Regions from separate parts of the Sus scrofa genome. Here region 1 is linked to region 2. Evidence: chromatin contacts called from public Hi-C data. All regions are on one chromosome and are shown on one strand. Each heading gives the region's core, a stretch centred on a gene start, on an enhancer-like site or on the middle of the called end of the contact. The rest is flanking DNA. Distances are from core to core; before and after follow the strand shown. Region 1 holds the start of TXLNG (gamma-taxilin). Region 2 holds the start of LOC100621626 (carbonic anhydrase 5B, mitochondrial).

Region 1 (5,475 bases), core at 2,712-5,211, 1.0 Mb before region 2:
AAAAAACAAAAAAACCTCAACCTGGAGTTCCCATCGTGGCTCAGTGGTTAATGAGCCCGACGAGTATTCATGAGGACGTGGGTTCGATCCCTGGCCCGCTCAGTGGGTTAAGGATCCAGTGCTGCTGTGAGCTGTGGCGTAGGCCGGTGGCTACAGCTCTGTTTAGATTCCTAGCCTGGGAACCTCCATATGCCACAGGTGTGGCCCTAAAAAGACAAAAAAAAAAACCCTCAACCTTATAGGAGTTCCCTCGTGGCACAGAAGGCTAAGGATCCAGCACTGACACTGCAGTGGCCTGGATCACTGCTGTGGCTCAAGTCTGATCCCTAGCCAGGGAACTTCCACATACCTCACCAGCGTGGCAAAAAACAAAACAAAACTAAACAAACAAGAGAACCAAAAAACCTCAACCTTATAAAAAAACAAATTCTACACAGGGATATAGGAAAGACTATGAATGAGCTTGGTATTCTAAAAAATGTCTGGAACACTTGACAAAGTAATATCCCTTTTTATTTTTATTTATTTTTTCTTTTTAGTACTGCACCTGCAGCTATCCCTTCTTTTCAGACCGGTGCTGTCCAACAGAACTTTATGTGATGTGTAATGACGGAAATATTCTAAATTTGCTCCAGTACAGTAGCTACTAGCCATATGGCTACTGAAAACTTGAAGTGTGGCTACTATACTGAAGAATTTTTAATGTAACTTAATTTTAATTAACATTTAAATAGCCAGAGACTGCTAATGGCTATCACATTAGCAGTTTTATTTTTTATTTATTTATTTTTGGCCACCCATCGGCATACGGAGTTCCCGGACGAGATCAGATCCCAGACAGAGACACGACCTAACCCACAGGTGCAGCAACACCGAATTCTCAACCCACTGTGGCGGGCCGAGGATCGAACCTGTGTCCTAGCGCTCCCAAGATGCCGCCGATCCCATTGCACCACAGTGAGAATTCCCATGAGCACAGGTTTAGAAGATTCAAGAGACCCTTAGGGTGAGTTGTTCTCCGGTGGCTCAGTGGATTAAGGCTCCCGTGATGTCACTGCTGTGGTACAAGATCAATCCCTGGCCTGGGAACTGCCACATGCCACAGGCAAGGCCAAAAACAAAACAAAACAAAAACAAGAGAGAGAGAGATTCGTAGAAATGCAGTGGAATACTAACTTTAAGAAAGTTACCTTAAGAAACCATTCAAATGGCTGGAGTTATGAAACAATACCACAGAGAGCGGAGGCCCAGAATGACTAGATGGTCAGGACAACCAGGAAGCAACAAAGCCCATCTCCATTTTTTCTCCCTTTAAGTCCCATAATGTAACACAAAAGTGACAGAAGGGTCACTGTTCCTTAAACTCCTTCAACATTTTCAAAACCACCCAATGAGTTAAATATCATTTCTGCGTCCTGAGAAATAGGGCAGAGGTCAAGTTAGAATTAGGAATATGTTTTCAAGCTAGCAGCCCAGAGGAAATAAAAAAACGAAAGGTCCTAAGGAAAGAACTTAAAAGTGACTTACGCAAATAGGAGATATTCAACCAATTTTTTAATGAAAATTCAAAAACTCATATTGAACCATGCATTTTAATTCCATGTCAGAGTCAAGTGGAAATCAAAAGGAAAAAAGAGGCCCAGAGAAGCCCGAGCAAAGAGGAAAGGTGTCTGAGATAAGTAAACAAAAATGAGGGAGTTCCTGTCGTTGTGCAGTGGTTAACGAATCGACTAGGAATCATGAGGTTGCGGGTTCGATCCCTGGCCTCGCTCAGTGGGTTAAGGATCTGGCATTGCTGTGACCTGTGGTGTAGGTCGCAAATGCAGCTCGGATCTGGCGTTGCTGTGGCTGTGGTGTAGGCCGGTGGCTACAGCTCCGATTAGACCCCTAGCCTGGGAACCTCCATATTCCACGGGAGCGGCCCTAGAAAAGGCAAAAAGACAAACACACACACACACACACACAAACACAAAAACACAAAAAACAAAAATGAGACAGTAGACACACAGGACTATTCTTATCCAGCTGTTCACCAGAGCACTGCCTCAAAGGGTCATTACCATTTAAAATGCTGGCTGATTAAACCTCAGTTCCTAATTCAGACTTTTTGTCCTTATCCTTGCGGCATAAAAAGGAACTTACGCCCTCAATTGCAGCAGCTTTTTATCAGAGTTCTCCCCTGGGGGAACCTATGAAATCAAACACTGAGATTGGCTCCCCACCCTCAGGGAATAAATAAGTGAGGTGTCCAAAGTGACAGTGTTGAATCCCTAGAGTACGTTCCGTCCACGGCTTTTTTTTCAGTCCTGCAAGTGCTGGATCTTTCTTTTAGAGCACAAAGAGGGAAAGAAAGAGAGGTAATTGAGAGGCAGTAACACCCTCATGCAGAGAGGTGAAAACACCCGACCTTAGAAACAGCTCCCCCCCTCAAGCTAGTTCTTGACACTCTGCAGAGGTAAGCCGAACCTTTGTTCTCCTTTTTCAAGTACACAAATCGCATTAGGAAAATATTATTTCGTAATTTTCTACAGGAGCAATCTTTGAGTACTCAAATGCGTAATTAAGTAACACGAAATAGCCCCGAGTGATAAAGCAGGACGTCCAACAAGTTGAACATTTCAATCTGCTCAACTCCAAGGAAAGAGACTTCCACCTTTCCATCTTTACAGCCCTTCTTCCACCTTTCTAGTCCTTTTCCCCGCATTTCTCTATTCCTGGGCCCTGACAGCCCTGTACCCCGTTTGTTGTGCAATCTTTTTTGAACTCCACCCACTGACTCCAGAACAAGTGGAATTCTCTCGTTCTGAAGGTCTTGATTTTCCTGTATCCAGGGAGTCACCGAAAGCTCCTTGACGTGAGTCAAGTAAGGCAAGGGAAACGGTCCAGACTGACTCCCAGATTAAGAGACCAAAGGCCAAGGTAGGGGACGCGCTCGAGTTTTCACCCATCAAATAAAAAAAGAAAAAAAAGGCCGGGGGGGGGAGGGAATATCGAGAAGAGGGAATGAGGGCTTGATTGGGAAGATCAGCTCTCCGCGATGCTGCTCCCAACTCTGTGGGACCCAGGTCCGCCAACATCCCGTCCCCAAGGGCCGCCCCACGTGCAGCCAAATCCGTGGAGCCCAGAGACGAGCCCCAGGGCCTGGGTCCCGCGGGCCGAGCGGCCCGGCTCGCCAGCCCGCGCAGTGGCGGGGAGCGCGGGGTGGAGGGGGGCGGGTAAAGGGGGGCGCAGTGCAGCCCCGGCTCCCGCGCGGTTATCTTACTGCGCAACAGCCTCAACCGCGCCGCCGGGGCGCAACCCCGCAGCACGCCCTGCGCACCTGCCCCGCGCGAGGAGGGCCGGCCCGTGACCCCGGGCAGCTCCCCGACGGCGGCGCCCAGCGCTGGGAACACGGCAAGCATGTGGAGGGCGGCGGCTGGGAGCGGGAACACCTGGCGCCCGGGGCCCCGCGGCGCCGGCCGCACGTGGCTGTCACACCTGGCGCGCCCCCGCCAAACACCCCTTCCCCCTCCCACCAGGCTTCGCCCCCCTGCCCTCCTCCCGCCTCCGCCGCGCGCGCGCGCCTCCAAACCCCAACCATGGCCCCCTCCCACATCCATCCTGGTCCCACTCCTCCCACCTGCTCCCACTGCCGTCACCCCCGAGAGGGAAGAGGGCCGGATGTTCGTCCCGTGGCTAGAGGTAACCCGCGAGTGTGAAGAGGTGGACCCCAGTTCGCTAGCCCCAGCACTCCCCCGACCCGGCAACAAGGCGGGCGCCCCCCAGACTGACTTTCTGCCGCGGGCTGCGTCGCCGTCCGCCCCGTCCGGCCTCAATCGCCTCCTCGACGCCGCCGCCTCTTCCCCGCGCTGCCTCTTCTACCCGCGTCGCCATGAGGTGACGGCAGCAGCCAAACAAGCGGCCCGACAAGGGGCACGGAACCTCGCAGGGCCTCGCTCCCCGCCCCTGAACCCCTCCGCCAACCGCCGTTTGCAGGACTCCTCACGTGACCGGAGGAGGTTGGCCCCCGAGGGGACTGAGCAGAATGGGGGTGGGGAACATTGGAGCCTGGGCCGGGCTTCTGCAGGGCCGAAGGGCGAACGGAGGCCGCGCGAGTCTGCGCGAACGAAAAAAGGGACTCTAGGACGGACTACAAGTCCCGGCAGGCTGCGCGGCCACGGCTCTCAGGCCCGGATCAGGATTGGAGCGTCATTCAGCGTTTTGAGATGGGGAGAGACTCTGCCGTGCTGAGCATGCAGCTTCCTGGGACTTGTAGTTTTTTAGGGGCGATGTACCTGTACCGGAAGGTACTCTGTATTATCCTAGGGGAAAAGTTTAGAAGTATTTCAGTGTTTGCGAGGGAGCGGGATTGGAGGCACATTGATGTGCTTTTGTTTTTCTTGCTTTTCTTCGGAAGTGAGCCTGAATGATTGGGGGATGGGGGCAAGTTGTAATTGCTTCAAGGTGGGAGAGTTGTAATTGCTCAGTAATTTGACAGTTTCTGGCCCCAACACCTGTCGCGACTCCTTCCCCTCCACTGAGCACTCAGCATCGTTTATTGGACCTGAGGCCCTGCGGGGTGGGGGCTGCGTCGTATTCATCTTGGCTGAACTGCCCGGCTTCTAGCACATTTCTCCCCCCTTAGTTGGCGGTTAATACACATTGAACGTACCCTGCTTTCTTCACCACTCGTTTCGTCACTGAAATTTAATTAACTCGGTTAGCTGAAGCGATTCTTTTTTTCCTTGACGTGACTGGGGCAAAGATGGAGAAAATACCCCATCCTCAGAAATACTCCCCATTTACATCTGATGGAACCAGAGTTCCAATGACCGAGTTTCTGATAGTCACAGACCATCGTGAAATCCTGACATGTTGCCTTAAATAACTCATTATGAAAATTTTTGTAAATCCTATGCCTTTTTTTTTCTTTCTTTTTTTTTCTTTCCCAGGCTAGGGGTCAAATCAGAGCTGCTGGCCTACACCACTGCCACAGCAACGCAGGATCCCAGCCATATCTGTGACCTACACCACAGCTCATGGCAACACAGGATTCCTAGCCCACTGAGCGAGGCCAGGGATGGAACCGGAGTGCTCATGGATACTAGTAGGGTTCCTTACCCCTGAGCCACAGGGGAACTCCTCCTATGCCATTTTTTAAAATAAAGAATACAAAACAGTGGTAGCAGGCACCACAAATTTAATAACTTATTTGAGAGTAGATTCCAATATTGGGTTAATTACTTCTATTAATTTTAATTATTTCTGTACATTTGGGGAGAAGTACCATTATTTTATTTCACTGGCAGAACACCTCAGTCCAGCTTTTTTTGTTGTTTTTTTGGTTGCTCCTGAAGCATGCAGAAGTTCTTGGGCCAGGGATCGAACCTGGGCTGGATGCCGTGACCTGGGGTGCTGCAGTGACAATGTGGGATCCTTAATCCACTGAACCACAAGGGAACTTCCTCAGTCCAGTTTTGAGATTTCAAAACTAGA
Region 2 (5,592 bases), core at 2,748-5,247:
GCGTTAGTGCCTCCTCAGAGTCTGCCTTCTCCTGCCAAAGGAGGCCTCTCAGCGATCTGGCCTTGACTGGGGTGCAGATGTGCAAAAAGGGTCACGGAGGGGACAAGACACACGTCACTTACGGACTTGAACTTTATTTCTTCACACCGTCCTTCCCAAAGAGTCTAGATACAAAAAAAGCATGTGACTTCCAGCGATGCTGAGCAAGGGGGCGCACAGTCTCGCGGTGTGTCCACTGAAAGCAGTAGTGCCTATCACTACCCCGCAAGGCACCACGGAGGCCTGGGGCAGATCTCTTTATCGCCGGCTCCACACAAGCCCTGTGCTGGGACAAGTACTGCAACATGAAGGACATGTGATGACAAGCTCGCCGTTGTTCCTGGTTTTGTGTTGTAGGCATCACTCTGCCAGAGAGCGCGCACAAAGAACTCAGTGAGAGGAGATGCATGGTGGCCTGGCTAACTTGGGCTGTGCTGTCAAAACCCCAGAGTGGGTGGCTTAAATACATTTATTTCTCACAGTTCCGGAAGGTGGAAGTCCATGATCCGGGCTCTGGCCCACCGGACTCCTGGTGAGAGGTATCTTCCCACGTGCAGAGGGCTGCCTTCTCACATGCCCGAGAGGGAGCTGGCTCTGCTCTGTGCCATATATGGACACGAATCACATCATGGGCACAAACTCATAACCTAACCCTAATCTCCTCACAAAGACGACTTCCTAATACTGTGACACTCGGGTTAGGGCCTCAACCTATGGACTGGGCATGGGGGTAAGACACAAACACTCAGTATGTAAAACCCGGCTGCCACAGTAGAGGACCGCCAGGAGCTGTGTGGATCCCACAGAGGGTCCTCACCTCTAGGCCTAACTCCCTACCTGGGGTCCTTAGGATTATAAAATTTAGCATTCAAAACATACTAATACTGACTATTAAATAGGCTCCAGGTGAATCCTGGAATGTATGAATGTAGACTACATTTTCTCATTAAGTTGTATTTTGTAGTACAGGCACAGGAAAGATGTGACCATGTGCTGGCTGGGTTCCAGGGTAGGTAATCTTTCTTTGCCCTGTGCCCTTTGCTATCACTGATTATTTATGTCCTTGGATTTTACTTACACTTTCCTTATTTACAGTTTTTCAGAAAGAATAGATTCTAAAAGACTTTTTTTGTGTGTGTGTGTTTTCTAGGGCAGCATCCGTGGCATATGGAGGTTTCTAGGCTAGGGGTCTAATCAGAGCTGTAGCCGCTGGCCTACACCACAGCCACAGCAACGCGGGATCCTTCACCCACTGGATGAGGCTAGGGATTGAACCAAAACCTCGCGGTTCCCAGTTGGATTCGTTAACCACTGAGCCATGACAGGAACTCCTAAAAGCCTTTTAAAATCATTCAGAGATTGTGCATTTGTTAAATGCCTTGGCTCTTAAACCCCACCCAATTAAGTCACTTATACTTATGCAGAACACCAAAAAAAAAAAAAAAAAAAAAAAAAACCCCAAACAAAAGCTACTGAAGGTTGTTTTCATTTCTACAACTACATAGGGAAAAAAAGTCCTTTATTCTTATCAGACTGACTTTCTCACCTTCTGATTTAGAAAAGAAGACAACTTTTTGCAATTCTCTGGAGTTTAAATTAGAAGTTATAGCTCTGTATCTCGACTGAGAAAGCTCAGCTCCCTACTGTCACCCACATCTCTGGGAGTCTCATGCCAGTCTGGGGCTGCCAAGTGTTCCATTTCTATAATTGCTTAGTGTGCTGCAACTAACTGCTCTGCTGCAATGATATGAAAAGCATTTCCCTCTTTCCATCAGATTTCCTCAATATTCATATTCAGTCAAAATTTGCTCAAGATTTATTGTGTTTCAACCCTGAGTGGAGGGTTTTACCTTGCTCCAGGGCTAACAGAGCAGGTGTGTACAGGCCCAGAAATGATGCCCTTGCTGCATTTGGTCTTTATGTGAATTTCAGACCTGGTATTGCATTTACAATTTCTGAGCTAAGTAGGAAAGCCTTATAAAGTTGAAAAGTTTTCATTTCCAAAATATTCAAGAACAGTGTAGTTCCTTATCAGGGTGAACTATGGTGCACTGCGGTCCTCAGTGCAGGCTGAGAACACAGACCCCTCTGACGGATGTGCAGGGTTAGCTTATGGTAGTGTGTGGAGCAGCTTCTTTCACCAGAAATTTCTGACTTCTCTCCTATTCCAGCAAGACCTTCAAACAGCAGAGTGATGGCCACACTGTCAGCAAAAGGATGAAGAAGAAAGAGAAAGCAATGGGGTTTACAGTGGTTGACAAAGAATTGAGTTCTAACCAAAATAAAATGTACACATCTTCATTATCTCCCCATATTTTTCAAGCTTCCTCAGCAAAAATAAATGCTAGGGAACTACACATTAATAATAACGACTTCCCAGCATCCTCAAAGCTGTAACTTTTATTTTTTAATTCATGCCAGAAAGAATCACAACCACTAACAACGTTATTTTGTAAGTTCTTCCCCCCTCTAGTTCTGGGCTGGGGTACAAAAGGAAAAGGAAAGGAAAAATAACCGAGGAGGAGAGAAGGCTCAGATGTGTCCACACGACACGGCGCTGATCCCTTGCCCTGGGGTTGGTTGCGAGTCCGTCCGTAGCCCTTGGCATAGCCAGGGAAAAGGTCAACAATGCAGATCGTAGTGAATGCCAGCTTGCTGTGCCCCGGTTTCTAAAACCGCAAGTCCCCCACTTCCAAAATTCTCTAACAGCTGCTCTACCGTTAAATGCACAAAACCCGGACGCGGTGTGGTTTTCTGAAGACCTCATAGCGGAGGAAAAGGGTTGAGAGTAGGAAAGGAGCAATTCCCTGCCTCTTCCCCCACATCCTGGCGGGACCAACACCTGTCCTCGTTCCAGGGCCCAGTGCAGCACCTGGTCGTGTGCAGGAGGGTGCCTGTTCTCTTTGCTAGGCTAGGTTCCCCTGCTGTCCACGCTCCATATCGCGATCCGACCTTACCAGAATGTTTAGCTGACCGTAAACCCCTCTGTTAGCTACCAGAAGCGGCTAATGTGCGCGGCCATATTGAACACGCCCCTCGTCCCGCCCCTTACGTCACACGTCATATACGCAATCACGTCACGCCTTCGTTCGCCCGGCCCACGTCCTGACAAAGCCTGAAGTACTGCTCCGGCAAAACTCCCCGCGTCGGAACCCGAACTTGTTTTCCGACGAGCCAGGGTCCGGGTCTGCGCCTGCCCTCCGCCCCAACTACGTCTGTGCTGCCATGGCTGCGGGCATCCCGCTCCACTCAAGCGCCTGCGCGCTAACTTGGTCCCGCCCCTGGCCTCCGCTCAGGCCCATCCCTACTTGGAGCTGGGCCATCTTTGTCGAACCCCCTGAGTGCAGCAAAGCCACACCCCCAGGGACGCGCCGCGTCCCCACGTTCAAGGTACGTTCTTACGCTGCACCTACACAGGGCCGTCCTTTTTGTTACGTCACTCGCGTCCCCTACACTACCCCTGGGACCGCCTTTCCATCGGCGTCCACGCCCCTGGACCCTTCTTCCTTGCGCTTTCCCCTTATCCTCCGGGCCACACTCCTTGCGCAGACCCCAAGCTCCTCCCTTGTGTCCCTCTCTTGGCTTTCCACTCTGGTAATTCCTCCGTTCTCTGCCAGAGCTCCCCGCTCCCGCAATCTCGACCGAATCTGCCTTGCCCTTACGGGCAGCTGCGCCACGCTCTTCACGGCCTAAGTCCCACAATTTCAGGGCTTACCGCTTGGCTCGGCCTAGGCCACGCCCCTCTCGACGTTTGCCGTCGCTGACGCTCCTTCCCACGGTGTCCAGGCCCCGCCCCTCAGTCCTGGGCCCCATTTTTTCTCTTCTAAGTTCTCCTCTCCTTTGTCTTGGCCAATCCCAGCGCTCAGCGCACACCCCACCTTAAGATCTTGAGATCCTTGTTGGGCACCCTCACTCCGCGCGTGCGCATTTCCCTACACTTCCGTCACGGCTGCTCACCGCATTCTCAGACCATCCACTTGTAGTTGCACACTGGCCAGGTCCACGCCTCCTGCTCTCCCTCTGCAGGCGGAGCCTGGTCCTGGGAAGCCGGAGTGGAACAGCCAGGGCCCACGAATTTCCCGAACTAAGTCGCCCAGGTCTCAGAGCTAGATGTCAGAGCCATTTATAGAGTGAAACAAGCCTGCATATATCTGATCCCCGTCTAAAAACAGTCTTTCTTCATATTTTTCCCAGTTCCAAACACCACATCTCTAGGAGCAGAAACCAGATAGGAAACATAACTGAGGACCAACTGGAACTGTGTTCCTACCAGCTCCTCAGCTGACTTTAAATGCTAGCTGGCTGCACGCAGTAAGCACACCCTTCTACTTCCTGATGTCGCCTTCACACGACTTTTCCTAGGCACCTAGTGCCCTCCTGCAGTCTAGGGCCTGTGGAGACAACAACACCACACTTAAGATCTCTGCCCCTTGCTCCGAGATTAATCTTCTTTACTTCATTTACAATTCTGGGTCCACAGGAAAAATGTGAGGAGGTTATTATTACCAGCTTTTTTTTCCTGTCCAAAAGTCTCTGAATGGCACTCCTAGGGAAAGGGCCCTTTCCATGAGCCATTTAGTTATTCATTGAAATCCTGTTTATGGAGTACTGTGTTCCAGTGACAGAGCAAACCTAAAGGAGTTTTGTTTTTTTTAAATCATCTTTATTCTCAAACACAAAAAAAGAAATGCCAAAACAAAAACTCCTGGAAAAGTTAAAAATGAAGCAAAAGAAAAAAAAGTAAATATTCACTGAAAGAAAGCTGGTATATTAATATTCATATCAGACAAATAAAAGAATAAGCATTAAAAGAAAAAGACTATCTACTGATAAACAATCCGACAGAAGAAAAAGCGTCAACATGTATGTACCAAAAACATTGCCTAAAATATGTAAATATAATATGTAAAACAAATATGTAACAAACATGTTCAGACTCGCAGGGACAAATTCACAATTTTTCCTTAAAATCCATAATACTTTAATCCTCCCCTCTTAGAAAATAGTAGCTAAATCTGACAGAATTAGTAAAGAATATTTACCAAGGAAACTTTTTTGTTTTTTTCTATTTTATTTTTAAAATTTGTTTAATGATTTTAATTTTTTCCATCATAGCTGATTTACAGTGTTCTGTCAATTTTCTACTTACTGTACAGCAAGGTGACCCAGTCACACATACATGTATACATTCTTTTTGTCATATTATCATGCTCCATCATAAGTGATTAGATAGAGTTCCCAGTGCTATACAGCAGGATCTCATTGTTTATCCATTCCAAAGGCAATAGTTTGCATGTGTGAACCCCATATTCCTGGTCCATCCCACTCCCTCCCCCTTGACAACCACAAATCTGTTTTCCATGTCCATGAGTTTCTTTTCTGTGGAAAGGTCATTTGTGCTGTGTATTAGATTCCGGATATGAGTGATATCATATGGTATTTGTCTTTCTCTTTCTGACTTAATTCACTTCATATGAGTCTCTAGCTCCATTCATGTTGCTGGCATTATTTTGTTCTTTTTTATGGCCGAGTAGTATTCCATTGTGTATATAT

The links. A called contact is a pair of places that touch in the nucleus more often than the background predicts.
Region 1: a contact with region 2 is called in a Hi-C map of liver, with 12 times the contacts expected there. The contact joins the promoter of TXLNG here to the promoter of LOC100621626 in region 2. A contact is called at or near these places in 1 of 5 promoter capture datasets (liver) and 1 of 47 Hi-C or Micro-C datasets (liver).

The regions. Positions count from the first base shown.
Region 1 is chrX:13,228,166-13,233,640 of Sscrofa11.1, reverse strand. It overlaps TXLNG (gamma-taxilin), which reads right to left and starts at 3,961. Exons shown (of 10, transcript XM_013985941.2): 1 at 3,772-3,961. The coding sequence starts at 3,873.
Region 2 is chrX:12,222,530-12,228,121 of Sscrofa11.1, reverse strand. It overlaps LOC100621626 (carbonic anhydrase 5B, mitochondrial), which reads right to left and starts at 3,997. Exons shown (of 6, transcript XR_002340663.1): 1 at 3,755-3,997.